Linked DNA regions of Pelodiscus sinensis: region 2 is linked to region 1. Evidence: chromatin contacts called from public Hi-C data. All regions are on one chromosome and are shown on one strand. The core of a region is the stretch at or near the end of the contact, and the rest is flanking DNA. Distances in the headings are between cores, read along the strand shown. Region 1 holds the start of TTF1 (transcription termination factor 1). Region 2 holds the start of GTF3C5 (general transcription factor IIIC subunit 5).

Region 1 (4,397 bases), core at 465-2,964:
CCCCTTTCTTTTCCCCCCTGAACAGAATTTTTTTCCCCGTTTTTTTTTCCTTGCAGGTGGAGTGTTTGGTATTTTTTATTTAACCATCTGGCAACCCTAAGTGTTAATCCGTGCTGCAGAGGAGGCTAGAGAAGCTTTTAAAGCAGCTGCTGGGACTCTCTGCAGTGTTTTACAGTTGCTGGATCCCCCCACCCCAAGGGCTGGATTAAATTGTTTGGTGGGCTGATGCAGCCCATGGGCTGGAGGTTCCCCACACCTGTGATAAGCTTTTACTTATCAGATAGTCAACTAGTCACTTACATCCCTAACACTAATGATTTATGCATACAAATGGGATAATCATGTTCATTTAGTTATCCAGCAGTAAACTCAAGATAAAAATTTTCAGTAGGGACTAAGGGTGTTAAGAGGCAGGTAACTGGCAATTTGTATTAACTACATGATTAGTGGATAGGGGAAAGCGCTCAGTCCAGGTTTGCACCGAGTCCAGGATCTACCCTCGCTGTGGCTTGGCAATTTAAATGTAATAGGAACTGGGCTGCCTGCGCCTACTACATTTAAACTGCAGAGCCACAGTGGGGGTAGCTCCTGTACCCAGCACAAGCCAATTAACTAGGGAAAGGGAAAGGCAGCACTGCTCCTGCTCTTGCTCCCACATCCCATTGCTGCCTCTGATACAGAGAGAATGTGAGTAATCAGGTAGTTAACTACTTGCTTACATTCTTAGTAGGGACACACCCTGTGAAGGCTTCCTTTAGTCCTGCCTTTTTTTTATTTGAGAGACAAGGTGAATGCGATAATATCTCGTAAATTGGGCCAACTTCTGTTAGTAAAACAGAAAAGTTTTTAAGCCACAATTCTTTTGGCCATTTAGAGCTGCAGCTACGTTAGCTGCTACATGAAGAAATCAAGCATGCTGCCATGAACCACTGATTTGCTAACATCTCTGCTGAGTCTTCTGCCAACAAGATCAGTAATAGTTTTAGTCATATTACTACCTAATAGATACCCCTCAATTCATTTCACCCAGACAGCCATTCTCTGACTTGACAGCAAGTAGGGAAAATGGTAGAGCACAACCACATGCCCACTCCATTAAGGCAAATCACTGTGTTGACCCTCGTGCTGCAATTCCTCTCATATTATTCACCCCCAGCCACACTTACTCCCTCACAAAGGACCTGGGTTATGGTGTCCCAAAGCATTATACTTCATGGCCATAACCCTGCTCTATCACCACTACGCCTCCCCCGCCCCCGACACATCCCCCCCTCCCTCTACTTCTCCCTCCCACCCCACGGCCCCAACCCCTCATCTCTTCCTCCTTCCCGCCCTACTCCCAACTCTACACCCCTCCCCCGCCCGCCCCAACCGTTCATCCATCTTCCCCACCCACCCCCTCTAGACCCAGCCCTCCCGTTCCCCCTCCCTCCCGCTGGCCATCATTCCCCTTACACTCTCCCCCGCCCTCTCCACACACCCCTATTTCAGGCCGCTCCCGCGCGCCATACCTGCCCGGCTCAGCTTTCCTCGGTGCAAAGCGGCACCACTAAGGCGCGTACCTTCACTGCCGGAAGTGTCCGTCACCATCGCAGTCCCTCCTCGGCAAGGGTAGGAGCCGAGTTTCGCGGCTTCATAGACCGGAAGTGTCCCCTATCGGACCTGGATAGGAGCGGACCCGAGTCCCTCTGTCACCGCCTACGCTACTTCCGCTTGAGCGGAAGCGGGAGGCGGGTGTCATCTTCCGGTTAGATATAGGCGCCCCCTGGGCCTTCCCCTGGGCTCCGCAGGCTCGGGGCTGTGCTGAGTTAGGCCAGGCCCACCGGCTTAGCGCACAGCCCGACGAGCCCCCCAGAGTCCTCCGTACACATGCCCTTCCCCACACTACATCACCGCACCACAGCCTGCCTGGCAAGCGCCTTCGCAGGCTGGCAGGAAGGTCACAAGTGAACACGTGGCCAGAAGCCCTGCGTGTCAATATTCCAATTGTAGGTTTGCCTCAGCGGCACAAGTGAAAAAAAATGTTTTAAATCGACCATGCCAAGGGCGCCAATTTAGCTGCCGGAAGTTGTTAACTTGTTAATGATTATTTCCTATTTTGTATAGATTCCAGCAGTCGATTGTGAAAAGATTTCAGCAAAACCTTCAAAAAGGAAATAGGATGATAGTATTGTCCTATTTACTTTTTGAAGGTTTCGCTGAAACCTTTTCACAGCCGACTGTTGGAATCTACAAAATAGGAAATAAAAATTAAAAAGTTAGCAACATAACTTTTGGCAACTAAATTGGCATGGGGGAAAATGCCCCCACCCCACTGGACCATGTGGTTATATAAGGCCCCCTCCTGGAATTCACTTTTCGAGGACTCAATAGGGCACCTGCCTGCAGTCACTTTCAGGGTCAGTAAAGCCCTACAAATCTGCGGGTGTTCATGGATGGAATGTGATACGAATGTTGTATCCATACAGGGCTCTAAGGATCAGGGAATCCTGTTTGTGTTATAGCATTCATTTCCACCACCACCCTCCTCTCCCCTGCACAGTAGTTAATGCAGTACAGAAGTTTCAAAGACTGATTTCTGTAAAAAGCACGTGCACAGTTGGGCTGTGTCTAGACTGGCAAGTTTTTCTGCAAAATCATTTGCTTTTGCGGAAAAAATTGCCAGCTGTCTACACTGGCTGCTTGAATTGCCACAAGAACACTGACTTCCTACTGTCTGAAATCAGTGCTTCTTGAGGAAATACTATGCTGCTCCTGTTCGGGAAAAAGTCCCTTTTGCGCAAAGCTGAAAATGGCGATCGGGGCTTTTTTGTGCAAAAGCGAGTCTAGATTGGCACGGATGCTTTTCCGCAAAAGGTGCTTTTGCGGAAAAGCATCCGTGCCAATCTAGACGCTCTTTTCCACAAATGCTTTTAACGGAAAACTTTTCCGTAGACATAGCCCTGATGTATAGGCTTGAGGTGCATGATGCACATTTGCTTAAGTTGCTAAAAGCAGAATTACCCATTTGCCTATCATATCTGGTCAAAAGCACCATTTAGCTTGATTGATTATCATTAGTGACCTGATTTACAAGTAGGATGTTTTAATTTAAAAATGCAGCAAACCTGGCTGGTTGACTTTTTGCTTCTCAGCTTTGTTCTGTAGATCACAGCTACTAGTGAAGGTGAACTGTACGTTTTGCTTCTCATGGTTGCTGTTGAGTTAGGTGATGCATTTCCTTCAGAAATCAAAACTCCTACTTTCAGTGAAGGTTATATAGCAATGAACTTCTAGTGGGACAAGCTTTCTTTAGGCTTAGATCCTGCAAAGACATACACAGATACTACTAAACTTTATTGCACTATGAGCATTGTAAAGCTAAGCTGTGCACAAGTCTTGGAGGCTGAGGTTTTTTGACGAATCCTTTGTTTGAATCACAGCTGAATGTGCAAAAGATTTAATGGGGCTTCAGTAACATTTGCAAAAATGATGTATTGGAAGCATTACAAAGAATCTAGAATTTTCACTCTGCTTCTCAACTAATAGTGATTAAGAAGTCTTTAAATCCATGCACTTTACAGTGTAGACAGAAATGTATATTGGTATTTAACAAGCTTTCTCAGTCCTTTTTATTGAGCAAAGTTAAAAGTGGGAACAGAAGTAAAGCAATAGTCTAAATCAGTGTTTCCCAAATGGTGTTCCATGGAACCCCAGGGTTCTGTGAAGTGAAAATAGAGGTTCAGCGAGAAAATTCCATTACAGCCTGAATTATTGTAATGGAATGGAATTTTCATTCATTTATGAATTTTATTGAAAACAATTTTCATTTGTGTTTGCTACGATAAGTATCCCTGTGTAATGCAAGTTTAGCCAGGGAATGATGACAGTGTTGTCACTACTCAGTGCTGCGTGCGCAGTCAGTCAGGGGTTCCACAAAATTCTTTCGAGTTCAAAAAGGTTCCGTGGTCAAATAAAATTGGGAAACACTGATCTAAATTATAGAACATCTATTATACAATTACAAAGTCCTTAAAATAAGGCAGCTACCACTGGAAAATACTGTAGCTAACTGTCTTCTCCACCTAATCCAGGCATGTCCAAAGTCCGGCCCGCGGGCCAAATGCGGCCCACGGTCGGATTTAATACGGCCCCCCGCTTCTCCCGGCTCCCCGGTGCTTTTTTTAACTGGCGCGCTCAGCGCGCCACTTCGGGCCGCCGCCGCCGTGGTCCCAAACCCTGCCCCTGCACTCCGCTTTGGGGCTGAGAGTGCAGGGACAGCCCCCGCTTCCTCCCCCTCTCCTGGCTCCCCGGCGCTCCTCTGACTGGCGCCGCTTCCGGCCGTGCCGCCGCCGTCCATGGCGGCCGCTGCGGTCCTAAAGTCCACCATGTAGGGCACGTCCGCAGCCCCGCTCCCC
Region 2 (4,969 bases), core at 178-2,677, 550 kb after region 1:
AGCCAAGTGTAGAGTCCTGCACTTGGGACGGAAGAATCCCAAGCATTGTTACAGGCTGGGGACCAACTGGCTAAGTAGCAGTTCTGTAGAAAAGCACCTAGGGTATGTCTACACTACCCTGCTAGTTCGAACTAGCGGGGTAATGTAGGCATACCTCACTTGCAAATGAAGCCCGGGATTTGAATTTCCCGGGCTTCATTTGCATAAGCGGGGAGCCACCATTTTTAAAACCCCGCTGGTTCGAACCCCGTGCAGCGCGGCTACACAGGGCTCGAACTAGGTAGTTCGGACTAGGATTCCTATTCCGAACTACCGGTACACCTCGTGGAATAAGAGATCCTCTTATTGCAATCCCCCAGTTATTGCAAGTAGGAATAAGAGATCCTCTTATTGCAAGTAGGAATAAGAGATCCTCCGGAAAAGGGCTTTATTCCGGAGGATCGCGCCAGTCTAGACGCTCTTTTCCGGCTTTTCCCCAAGCGACGGCCATGTTTATTTAAATCCCGCGGGGGATATTTAAATCCCCCGCGGATTTCCCTATTCTGACTTGCCTGCTTTGCATGCCTCTTCCGGAGAAGGGGGCCAGTCTAGACGTAGCCTAAGTGTGTAGGGGTATGTCTACACTAGCCCCCTAGTTCGAACTAGGGAGGCTAATGTAGGCATTCGAAGTTGCAAATGAAGCCTGGTATTTAAATATCCCGGGCTTTATTTGCATCTTCCCGTCCAGGCGCCATTTTTAAATCCCCCTAGTCCGAACTAACTGCCCATGGCTACACACGGCACTCAAACGTTAACTCGAACTAAGTCCTTAGTTTGAGTTAACTGTTATACCCATTCCACGAGGTATAACAGTTAACTTAGTTCGAGTTAACGTTTGACTGCTGCTTGTAGCCGCGGGCAGTTAGTTCGGACTGGGGGATTTAAAAATGGGAAGATGCAAATAAAGCCCGGGATATTTAAATCCCAGGCTTCATTTGCAACTTCGAATGCCTACGTTAGCCTCCCTAGTTCGAACTAGGGGTCTAGTGTAAACATACCCTAAATGCAGTTAGCAAAACTATCCTATCCTGGGAGACTGTCCTGGTTATGACAATGTTGCAGCCCACTGAGATGAAGGAGGGCCACTCATGCGGCCCACTCACTAGCCTAGTTTGCCCATCTCTGGTCTAGCAGCTGGAGCAGGAGGTCCCACAACAGCTGTTGGGGTTCTGGACTCAGGGGAAGTGAGGGGGCTGCCAGGCCTTGTTAGAGCCACAAAGGCCTCGAAGAGGCTAGAAGCCATAGAACAGGCTGCTCCAGGGGGCGCTGTCCCCTTGCAGTCTGGCTGGAGGGCAGGTTGGTCGGAACCATTCTTTCCCGGAACCTTGGTGCTGCGCCGGGAGGGGAGCGCATTGGGGAGCGGACTGGGGGGGGGGGGCTGAAGCAGGCGGTGGTGGAGGGGCGGCCGGGCCGGGGGCAAGATGGCGGCCGGGGGCGGTGGAGAGCAGGGCTCGGCCGTGCTGGAGCTGGCCCGCGGCTCGCGGCTGGTGTGCGTGGAGTATCCGGGGGTGGTGCGCGACGTGGGCAACATGCTGCGGACTCTGGGAGGAGAAGAGGGGGTGTCCCGGGTAAGGGGGCGGCCCGGGGGGGGAGGGGACGTGCGAGCCCCGGGTAACGGGCAAAGGGTGCTCGGGTGGAAAGGGCTTTGCTGGCTGGTTGCAGGCCGGTAGGTGGGTGTCCTGGGTAAGGGGTCCCCTGGGGGGGATCTTAGGGCTTCCCGGGGGGGGGGGGTGTCCCAGGAGTCCCAGGGCCCGGTTGTGCTGGGTGATGGGGCTGGGAACAGCGAGTGCTTGGTCGGAGAGTCCCCTGGGTTATGGCGGGAAGGACCTGGCAGTGCTCAGAAGGCGGGAGGTGCCCTAGTGAAAGGGACCTCAATGGGAAGCAGGCTGAGGGTTATCCTGGGAGAGAGAAGGCTTTGGAGATGTTAACTTTGGGGGGTGGGGGCGGCAGTAGAGGGGGGATGAAGGGGAGCATGGTGGGGAGTCTGGAAAGCGGATCTAGAGTTGTGAGTAAAAGCGGGTGATCCAGTTCGTTGAGCTCTCTTGCAGCGCGTGACCCTGTAAGCTGCATGTTTGGATCAGAGAGGCGCACAGCTAAAGGCATTAGAGAGATTGTAGTTGGAGAGAAATGGCCTAAATAAGAGTGTGAGAAGCTATGGTTCTCTGTGGTAAAAAGACTGGCTGTGGGGCTGATGCCCCATGGAAAGAGGGCAATGGTCATTGGAAATAGAGGTAGTGCTTTGGCATGGTGGTGGATTTGGGAAGCATGGTGCAAAGGAAAATTCTGTGTTTTTTGGTGTGGGAGGGGACAAATTTGATGATGAAAAGTGATGGTGCTCTTGGTAATTTAGATCTATGCTGACCCTGGCAAAAGACTGGAGTTGTACTTCCGTCCCAAGGATCCCTACTGCCATCCTGTGTGTGCCAACCGCTTCCCTACTTCATCCATGCTCTTTAAGGTAAAGCGGAAGATCAGAAGGAAACGGTTGGAAGCTGAAGGAGAAACCCAAGAGGAAATCAAGTTTGAAATGGAAGTTCTTGGGGTTGTCTCCACTGTTTACAAATTTCAAGGTAGTAATTTGATCTGCCTGTGTGAGGAATAGGGACTAGCTTTTTGGGTGGAAAAAGTGAACCTGTATGTAGGGAATTTTATGTGAGATGGACATGATACAATCCTTCTTCTGTATTGTGACTTAATAATGCATTGTCTTCTCTGCTGTTGTGTTAGGTTATGCTGTAAATAAACATGTTCTACAATGGATGTGTCTGTGCAGGAGGAGGGGCAAAAATAATCTTTTCATGGGCAGTAATGAATTGTTTTTAACATTTACTTGATTGTTTGGCAGGTGTTTAAGATAGGGAAATAGGATAGGGCTTTCAGAGTGTTTTTATGAATGCAAGACAAAGGACCATGGTGTTGCTTCACAGTGTGCATGAATACCGAGCCCATCTAACTCAGGGCAAGAGACAGTCTCATCCTTGAGTGGGTTTCTGAGGAAAGGACAACTGGGTATAATGCAGAATGCTATTGTCTCTGATACACACCTTTTTATCTTGACTTTTCCTTCCTCATAGGAATGTCTGATTTCCAGTACCTGGCAATGCATTCTGGCCCTGATAGCAAACAAATCTCTATGTACGACAAGGTCTTGCTCCTCAAACCAGAAAAGGAGGAATTCTTCAATAGGGAATTACCCCTCTACATCCCTCCACCTATTTTTTCGCGTCTGGATACCCCTATAGACTATTTCTATCGGCCAGATGTACAACACCGGTGAGTGCCTTTTCTTTTTATATTGTCTCTTGAATGAACCAGTAATGGAAATCTTTTACTGGGCCAGCATATCACTTATAAAATTTGAATTTTCAAGTTCACTGGAGATCCCCTTCTTCATTACCTGAAGAAGGCTCTTGTATTATGACTAACATAGCTCAGTATTAAAGGATTTTTCAGAATGATCTCTAAGAAAAATTGATGCGGTTGGATGAACTTGGAGTCATATAGTTCATATCCAGCAGTGATCATGACGAAAACATAGGATGCTTTTCTTTTGTTTCTTTGCTACGGTCTGTCTGTATGATTGAAATGTGCGCACACACACACACACACATTTTTAATGTGGAATCTATGCTTTTTCAGAGCAGCATTTTAAAATAGGGATGTAAAATTTCAATTAATTGGCTAATCAAATAGTTGATGCAAATAGTCAATTAATCGATAAGGGCGCCTCCACTTTTGAAGTGTAGCAACAGCTCCAGGGCTGTTGCTACACTTCAAAGGCAAAAGCGCTACGGGGAGCACAGGGCCAGTGAGGGACTCAAGTAGTCCCCTGCTGGTCCCGTGCTCTCTGTGGCATTTCAAAGTGACAGCGCTACATGGCAGCCAGGGTCAGCGGGGGAGTCAAATACCATACTAAGGCAAACTGCTGTAACCAATCCATGCCTTTGTTATATGTCTCTTTCTGTGTTAGCTTTGTTTGTTTCAATACAATACAATCTGGACAAAAATACTTATAAGGTGGCATGGGTTATGAAAGTCTGAGAGTCAAGAGCTCTGTCACTAGCAAGCTTCTGGTCTTGGGCAAGTCACTTCTTTGTTTCTTATTCTTTTTCTGAAATAACTGGAATAATAGTTGCAGACACTTACACACAATAGGTCTTACAAGAGTGGAGATAAGGGGTTGCTTAGTTGGGTCTTGTGGCCTTTTAAGTTGTTTCTGGGTTGAGTTTAGTGGACTTCCCTTGATTTTGGGGGGAAAAAATTGCCCTTGTGGGGAATGGCGGAGGAAAAAAATGAGTCAAAAGTATATGGCGGGGAAGTATTCCTGCACAAACCTACTGGGATTGAACAAAGGGGCCCTATGGAGAAACCTTGCAATGTGGAAGAGAAAGCCATTGATGGGATCATGTTTTGGGAGCTACAGCCTGGTAGGATAGCGTTTTCACCTCATGTTGCATTCAGGCAGTCTCAAAACATACATCAAAAATAGTCTGCAGTATCCCAAAGAACTGTGTGTAAATACGGTTCTTACTGGAAACGTGTGAATATGATTTCAAATCTCTTTGTGCCAGAGGACTTCCAGCTTGTAGAAATTCAAGGATTTGTGAAAAAGGAATGATCGCCTCATAGTCAAGGTTGTGGATTAAGACTCCAGAGACCTGGGTTCATTTCTCAGCGTGGCACAGACAACCTATGAGATCTGGGCAAATCACTTGTCTGTGTCTTCAGTTCCTAATAGCATTTCCCTACCTCATAGATGAGTGTGAGGAACTCTGCTACACTGAAGAATGCCAGATGGGCACTTCATATAGGTTTTCCCTTCAGAGCCATAAAGATTTGTGATGTCACCCTGTGTTTCCCTTTTCCATGCCTTGTATTCTCTTCCCTAAAAGCCTTTTGTCCACTTTAAACCCAAACTAAGTCTACAACA

Evidence for each region. A called contact is a pair of places that touch in the nucleus more often than the background predicts.
Region 2: a Hi-C map of blood shows a contact between it and region 1, with 10 times the contacts expected there. The contact joins the promoter of GTF3C5 here to the promoter of TTF1 in region 1. A contact is called at or near these places in 2 of 5 Hi-C or Micro-C datasets (blood and liver).

The regions. Positions count from the first base shown.
Region 1 is chr22:15,311,517-15,315,913 of ASM4963464v1, forward strand. TTF1 (transcription termination factor 1) reads right to left here and starts at 1,715. Exons shown (of 11, transcript XM_006136808.4): 1 at 1,563-1,715.
Region 2 is chr22:15,865,292-15,870,260 of ASM4963464v1, forward strand. It overlaps GTF3C5 (general transcription factor IIIC subunit 5), which reads left to right and starts at 1,428. Exons shown (of 11, transcript XM_075905808.1): 1 at 1,428-1,607; 2 at 2,390-2,609; 3 at 3,114-3,312. The coding sequence starts at 1,461.